Regions from separate parts of the Astyanax mexicanus genome. Here region 1 is linked to region 2. A link is a contact called in public Hi-C data. All regions are on one chromosome and are shown on one strand. Each heading gives the region's core, a stretch centred on a gene start, on an enhancer-like site or on the middle of the called end of the contact. The rest is flanking DNA. Distances are from core to core; before and after follow the strand shown. Region 1 holds the start of trim3b (tripartite motif containing 3b). Region 2 overlaps trim3b (tripartite motif containing 3b).

The links. A called contact is a pair of places that touch in the nucleus more often than the background predicts.
Region 1: a Hi-C map of muscle shows a contact between it and region 2, with 20 times the contacts expected there. The contact joins the promoter of trim3b here to the enhancer-like site in region 2. A contact is called at or near these places in 2 of 3 Hi-C or Micro-C datasets (both in muscle).

What each region holds. Positions count from the first base shown.
Region 1 is chr20:37,669,566-37,673,305 of AstMex3_surface, forward strand. trim3b (tripartite motif containing 3b) reads right to left here and starts at 1,650. Exons shown (of 14, transcript XM_049468934.1): 1 at 1,411-1,650.
Region 2 is chr20:37,624,554-37,628,323 of AstMex3_surface, forward strand. It overlaps trim3b (tripartite motif containing 3b), which reads right to left. Exons shown (of 14, transcript XM_049468934.1): 4 at 1-65. Among protein-coding and RNA genes, the nearest start is that of trim47, 39 kb to the left of the region's middle. Within about 2 kb of position 1,863, the one cell type or tissue checked has an H3K27ac peak away from gene starts, as active enhancers do.

The DNA of each region.
Region 1 (3,740 bases), core at 400-2,899, 45 kb after region 2:
TGTAAGAGCTTCAAGGTGTTTTTTAGTTATTAAGTGGTGAAGATAAGGTAGCTCAGAGTGAAAGCTGTGAAAGGACAGTAACTGGAACAAGGGGCATGCTTTAAATTATTTACACAGTGTGCTCAGCTTCAGTGATTTGCAATCAGGAGTGTGTGAAAAAGGGACCTGAAATTGACATTTTAAACTGAAGATTTTAAATAAAATCACCACCGCCTAAAAAAATAGCCTATGTATAGAGATACATTATGAGGCAATGGATTACATTATAAATACACTAATATCACAATACATTAACAAATCCTTGTCACAATATTTACACACAATTAAATGTAATAAAGGGATAGTGCATTAAAAAAAGCATTAAAAAACAGTAGGACAAATAATGTAATCATCCCTTTATTATAATGCATGCAATTTATCACAATAATGATACAAACACTTATAAAAATAGCAGTTTTTCAGATTTTTTTGGAACAAATAAGAAATGAATGCTGTTAGTTTGGGACCAAATACAAAAGGACCATCCAATAATACTTAAATGATTCCTGTTGAGAAACCACTGGATGTGTTTACAGAAAGAATGGGATAAAATAATTCCCAAAAGAGCTCATTGCTTCTTAGCCTTGTATATTGTAAGATACTATTATGCAATTTATCAATAATAATAGTTATATTGACCTATAAAAAAAAAACTTTATTGCTTGAATTATATTTTTGGTAAGAAAAAAACACCTCTTTTATAGATTTTTTTTTTCTTTGGGAATTCTTTTTTTTTTCACACCAATTTATAACATCCAGTTTTTATAATAAGCTGATTATTTTTAAATCATTACTGCTTTATCAGGCCCTAACCTATATAAATATACTGTTTTTACATTTGGATATATACATATATACATAGTTTTATTTATGAACCACTTGTATGCCTCACTGTATTGGACATAGATATGACATATTAAACATGACAGGTTAAAACCAAAATAAATAAATAAGCAAACACCATAATACATAACATAGGGAATGATGTAATAAGCAAAAGATGCCACAGAAGATGCCACAGAAGATCAAAAATATAAATACTAACAACTGTTGACCTAATACACCTAGGCAACAACTGAGAAATCACTGGTTAAAAATTAATACAAAAACAAATGCAACAAATAAATTAACAGGATCCAGAGAAAAGAGGATTCTGTTTATAGACTTCCTGACTTATGAATAAAACAACATGAATAATGCATCATCAGTATTGGATATAATCTGCTAGCAAATGTTCTTATTGTCTTGCCTGGATAAATAAAGGTTAAATTGAATATTAAAAGATAACTCACCGTTGATAAAGTGAAGCAGGTAAAGCAGAGTGTAAGACCTGGTACTCTGGAGTTCTCCACTTAAAGCCCTCCAACTCACCTTCTCATGTGATCCTGTAGCGCAAGTTCACTCCTCTCTGTTCCAGCTCGAGTGTCTGCCTGCCTGCCACACACACACACACACACACACACACACACACAAGACACCTTGTGACCACACAAGCACCTATTAATGAATGATAATAATTATAATAAAAAAGGCAATGAAGCAGCAGTATTGCATCTAAACTGGCCTCAGTTCTAAAGAGTGGAAGAACAGAAGAATCCCAAAGAACAGAAGAACAGAAGAGGACTGAGGCTGTTCTGTGCAGGAGTTGTTGGACAGGCTGTTGGGGAGTTCTGTATGAAAGAGGAGTCTGTGTGTGCGAGGACACAGGTTTTTTTTTTCCGAGGGGTATTATTTCACTGCGACTCCAGCCAAATGAGAACATGCTGTAAACAACACCATTTCCCAGGCAACAGTGCAAATGCCCCCAGATTCCAACCCAATTCATCTAACAGAGAGAGAGGGAGAGAGAGAAAGCAAGAGAAAAAGAACGAGGGAACAATAGAGGATCAGAGGAGAAACTGGAAATATGAGGTTATAGATCAGGCCTTGTTGAGAGGAGATATCAGCACTGGTCTGTTCTGGACTGAGCTGGAATCGGCTCTCCTTACAGTTCCCTCTTCATCAGACCTAAGAAAAAGAAGAAAATAAAGAGCAAAAACTACCCTGGGGAGCCACACTGACCTGAAATAAGAAAGTATATTTAAGTACAATAAACATGATATTGTAGTATTGGAATAGCAAGTTGGCCAATCATATTGGTCCAATGTAATTTTGGCCAGTGGGCCTACGTTGGCCTTATGTTGCCCCCCCACCCTGTATGTACAGTACAGGCCAAAAGTTTGGCACACTTTCTCTTTTTAATGCGTTTTCTTTATTTTCATGACTATTTACATTGTAGATTCTCACTAAAGGCACCAAAACTATCAATGAACACGTTGACTTATGTACTTAACAAAAAAAAAAGTGAAATAACTGAAAACATGTTTTATATTTCAGTTTCTTCAAAATAGCCCCCCTTTGCTCTGATTACTGTTTTGCACACTCTTGGCATCATTCTCTCAATGAGCTTCAAGAGGTGGCCACCTGAATAGTTTTCCAACAGTCTTGAAGGAAGGAGTTCCCAGAGGTGTTTAGCACTTGTTACTCCTTTGTCTTCTTCACTCTGCCAGGTCATTTTTGTTAAGTACAAAACTCCACGTGTTCAAACACAGAGGTTGAACAAAGAAACTATATATATATATATATATATATATATATATATATATATATATATATATATATATATATATATATATATATATATATATTAGGGATGCAACGGTACAGTGTGGCCACGGTTCGGTTCGTATCACGGTTCTTGGGCCACGGTATCGGTATATTAATATTAGAGCTTAGATTCTCGACCCAAGATTTCCCACCACATTCCTCGGCCCGGTCGGGTAGGGCTTCAGGAAATAGTCTGTGTTTTTAATGCTATTTTTACTTTATATAAAGCTCTGGCATTATAATCACAATATAACCAAGTAACCAAGTATTATAATTAATGAAAAGGAACAAAATAAAAACTGAAAGTAAAAAAACATTTCCGTTAACTGAAACTAATAAAAACGGTAATTAAAAGAAAAAAAGTTTAGAAAACTAATTAAAAAGAACTGAAATCACTGATAGAATAACCTTCGTTTTTGTGTTTGTTAATTTTTTCATAAGCACTGTGTCCACTCCAGCAGGCGGTGTTGTGCCGAATCTGCTCGCGAAGAGGAGTCAGATTCTGCAGGGAGTCTAATTCGGCACAACAGCGGCAGCGCACGGTGCCTCGCGGTCTGAGGCGCTCATTCAAACGGCCTGAAAACAGCCAGTTTATGGCGGTATGGAGAAGAAGGAGAACAGGCCGAATATATATATATATATATATATATATATATATATATATATATATATATATATATATATATATATATATATATATATATATATATATATATATAAAATTTGTCCTCTTTTGAACTCTGGTATGTCACCCATAATGTTGTGTGCATTGCAGTATTTAGAGCAGAACTGTGCTCTTACCCTGCTAATTGAACCTTCACACTCTGCTCTTACTGGTGCAATGTGCAATTAATGAAGATTGATCACCAGGCTGCTCCAATTTAGCCATGAAACCTCCCACACTAAAATGACAGGTGTTTTAGTTTCATTGTCCAACCCATGTATGTATGCATGTATGTATCTGGCTACCTGAATATACTAAAAATGAACAGGTTATTCCATTAATGGAATTTTCCTTCCCTGATGGCACGGGCATATTCCAAGATAACAGTGTC
Region 2 (3,770 bases), core at 613-3,112:
AGGTCTGTCGGCACACCGGGCAGGACAGGGTCAGAGACTGGGGTGGGATGTAGTTCTGTAAGCACCTGAGAATCAAAAGAAAATTGGAAAAGAAAGGATGAGGAGAGGAAACAAACAGAGTGTGCTGAATAAACACTCTATATCAGGGGTGTCCAAACTTTTTTTGTTGGGGGCCAGAAGGAGAAAGTCACGGGCCACAGACTCTGTAATAAAACAAATAATGAAATATACCACTTTAAATAATACATTTTACTGATTACTTTCATTTACACACCATTTTACTTGACTTACTATCTTTATCTTTGACAGTGTTGTGTAAACTAAGATTTTTAAATTGATGTTTCATTTCATGATGTCTCTTAATATTAAACTCCTTAATTACGGCAACTTTTAGACTCTTTGGCCCGTTTTTCTGCGCTAGAAATGCGCACCCTCTCCGCTTTTAGACTCTTTTGCCCGTTTTTCTGCGCTAGAAATGTGCACCCTCTCCGCTTTAGACTCTTTGGCCTGTTTTTTTCTGCGCTAGAAATGCGCACTCTCTCCGCTTTTAGACTCTTTGGCCCGTTTTTTCTGCGCTAGAAATGCGCACTCTCTCCGCTTTTAGACTCTTTGGCCTGTTTTTCTGCGCTTGAAATGCGCACTCTCTCCGCTTTTAGACTCTTTGGCCTGTTTTTCTGCGCTAGAAATGCGCACTCTCTCCGCTTTCAGACTCTTTGGCCCGTTTTTCTGCGCTAGAAATGCGCACTCTCTCCGCTTTTAGACTCTTTGGCCTGTTTCTGACACCTAGCGTTCAAACTTTGAATCTCACATTATAAAACCTGCTTAACAGCGGGCCAATTTTTATTCTATTTCTAAAATATCTTGCAGGCCGCTCCAAAAAAGGAAACGGGCCGCAGCTCAGTGACATTTTTTAAGTGAGCATTGTACATGGTCACCTGATTAAAAAGACCAAATGACTATCACTAGTGACTAGGGACTACTAGGGACTAGGGACAAGCTAGCTAACACTAATGTTATTGAAGAGAGAACTAAAGCTAGCGACGAGTTCGCTAACCTTAGCAACAAGCTAGCTAACACACTAATGTTACCAGGAACAGAACTAAAGCTAGCAATGAGCTAACAAATCTTAGCGACAAACTAGCTAACCTTAGGGACAAGCAGTTTGAGGGCAAATTGTGATTGTTTTTTTTTTTACATTTTATATTGAAAATGAATAGAATTAGATTCAGTTGACTTCATGCGGTGACTTCTGATTAGATTTTAGAAGAGACAGATTAAGCGTAATTTTGATAAATAGAGAAGATACTTTGTGTAATGTATTTATTTTTAAATATTAATCTGGTCTCGGATTTTAGTCTTGGTTTCCCGGTCCCGGTCCCGGTCTTGACTCAGACTCGACTACTGAAAAGTCTTGGTCTTGACTCGGACGTGACATGTCCCAGTCTTGGTCCTGACTCGGACTCGGCTCTAGCGGTCTTGACTACAACACTAATCGAGACGATGATATTTAAATGGGAAAAGGTACATAGGTACTGTTGCTTTAAGTAGAAAGAGTGAAACAGTAGTAGTGATGACAAAAGGGGAACTAAAATCACATCCATGGTACTAAATATTTTATTTTAAAACATAACTTGCTAAGATTTCGTCTGCTATCCACACGACCTAAATGTTGGGTACCCTAAATTTAAGATATTTAGAAACACTGGTGGGAGAGAGACAGGCGGGTGGAAGAGGTCAAGAGATTAAACTCATTCAACACTCTGAATTGTTTGGCTGTCAAAACACGCAGTGGCACAGTAGCTGAGCACAGCCTGTGGACACACACCGCTGGAGCCAAAACACCAAGACACTGGGGCATGACAACACCCAGGCTGTCAAACTGCGCTATCCAAGCAGAAAAAAAACGGCCCTCGGCAGAGAGAGCCCATTCATGCCACTTCCTGTCATTGTGTCACTACATTTTGCACTACACTCCTAGACTTTGCCACCAATGAAGGAAGCTTTAGTCTTTACGCTGTTTTAAAGCGACTGGGCTGAGTAGACTGAGTAGACACACCTACTATTTTATTCTAATGAGTCAAAAGGCTCCTCAAACAGGACTCCAAATAGAGCATGTGGACAACAGGCGCACACGCTTGATTACATGTGAGCTGACCCAATCTAAACAAAGTCAATTCTTCCATGATCTAATATTAAACTGCACTGGATCATCAGTCACATAGATAATAGGAATCCTGGCTGTACTCTTTTTGGCCTTTAAAATAGAATATCATTGTATTTTTCAAGATTCTGACAGTTTCACCGTACACCATGTTTTTTTATTTTATCTTATTTATTGATTATTATTATTATTATTATTATTTAGGTTTGTGATGTGACTCCTGTTAGGAGTACACATAATATCAAACATTAAGGCTTTAAATTAAGGCTTTGATTAGTGAACAATAGACCTTAGAAAAAGATATGCCAACAACTTTAACACGGCTTCCTTTTTACACAGTTCCAATTCCCATGGTTCCCCAATTAATAATTATGTTCAGTACAGTGTGTATTAAAATTATCCTTCAAGCTACAGTATTAATATATTTAAAAAGGCTATAGTTAATTCCTCGTATCCAGAGTTTTAGGGAGTTTAAGCTCTTGTGTTAAATAAATGACCGGTTCTGGGCTTGTCTGGGGCACGAGAGGAACTTTTCTCCAAGCTGTGGATCGATTGTGCAATTCCAGTCTGTGCAGTATGTTAGCTTGTTATGCTAACTGTCTAGCATTATCTAGCGAGCTGTGCGTCTTCTTTGGCAGTGCTGATCAACACTGTATGCTTCTACACAGCGCTCCGCAGCGCCTCTAGTGGTATGGCGGTATAGGAAAAAAGCATACCGGTTCAAAAGCCTCTTCCAGTAGGGTTGGGCGATGTCTCCTTAATGTCTAGTGTTTGATCAATAAAATACTAAAAAAATTTAAAATGAATAAAAAGTAATTAATATAAACTAAAAACTCATTTAAAACACAATCAAAGGCTATCTTTTAGTGCGCAGAATAATATCAGTTTCAGTTAGTTTCAGTTTCAAATAATTGAAACAGCTCCCCAAAACCTCAACCTATCCTTTATATTTGACAATATTTGATTAAATTTACATGTCCTCACTCATCCTAATTTATTTAACTAAACTGAGTTGTTATATTTTAGTTTTAGCCTCGCGCTGAATTCAGCTCCTCGCTGAGGGAGGGAGGGAGGGAGAGCGCAGCGTGGCGCATTTTGCCTGATTTCTCTTGATTAAATATCAATAAATATGTAAATTTAATACCTTTTAATACCATATATTTCACTTCACTTGATAGGACCTTATTTATTAAAACGTTTTTTTTTTTTTTTTTTTTTTTTTTTTGCAATGCCGCGCGCGTTCCTTATAACTGACGCTAAACTGTTTGATCCAGCTATATCCAGTTATATGTTATATTAATACCATTTTAACGTTTTTCGTTTCTATGTTTTGAAATTCGTTAGATTATATTTTTGTCAAAATGTTCGTTATTTTTCTAATAATAATAAAAATTACATTTTTTTTTTCTTTCGTAGATTTTTTTTAAGGGGTGAGTAACAAAAATATGTGCATGTTTCTGGAAAAACAAAAAAGTGGGCGTGGCATCGCGATGGTTACCGTCCATCACGATGTTGGGTCATAAATGACTATGGACGACGATATTGTCTATCGGCACAACCCTATCTTCCAGTATACTGTATAAACCGGTACACCACCCAGCACTAGTAG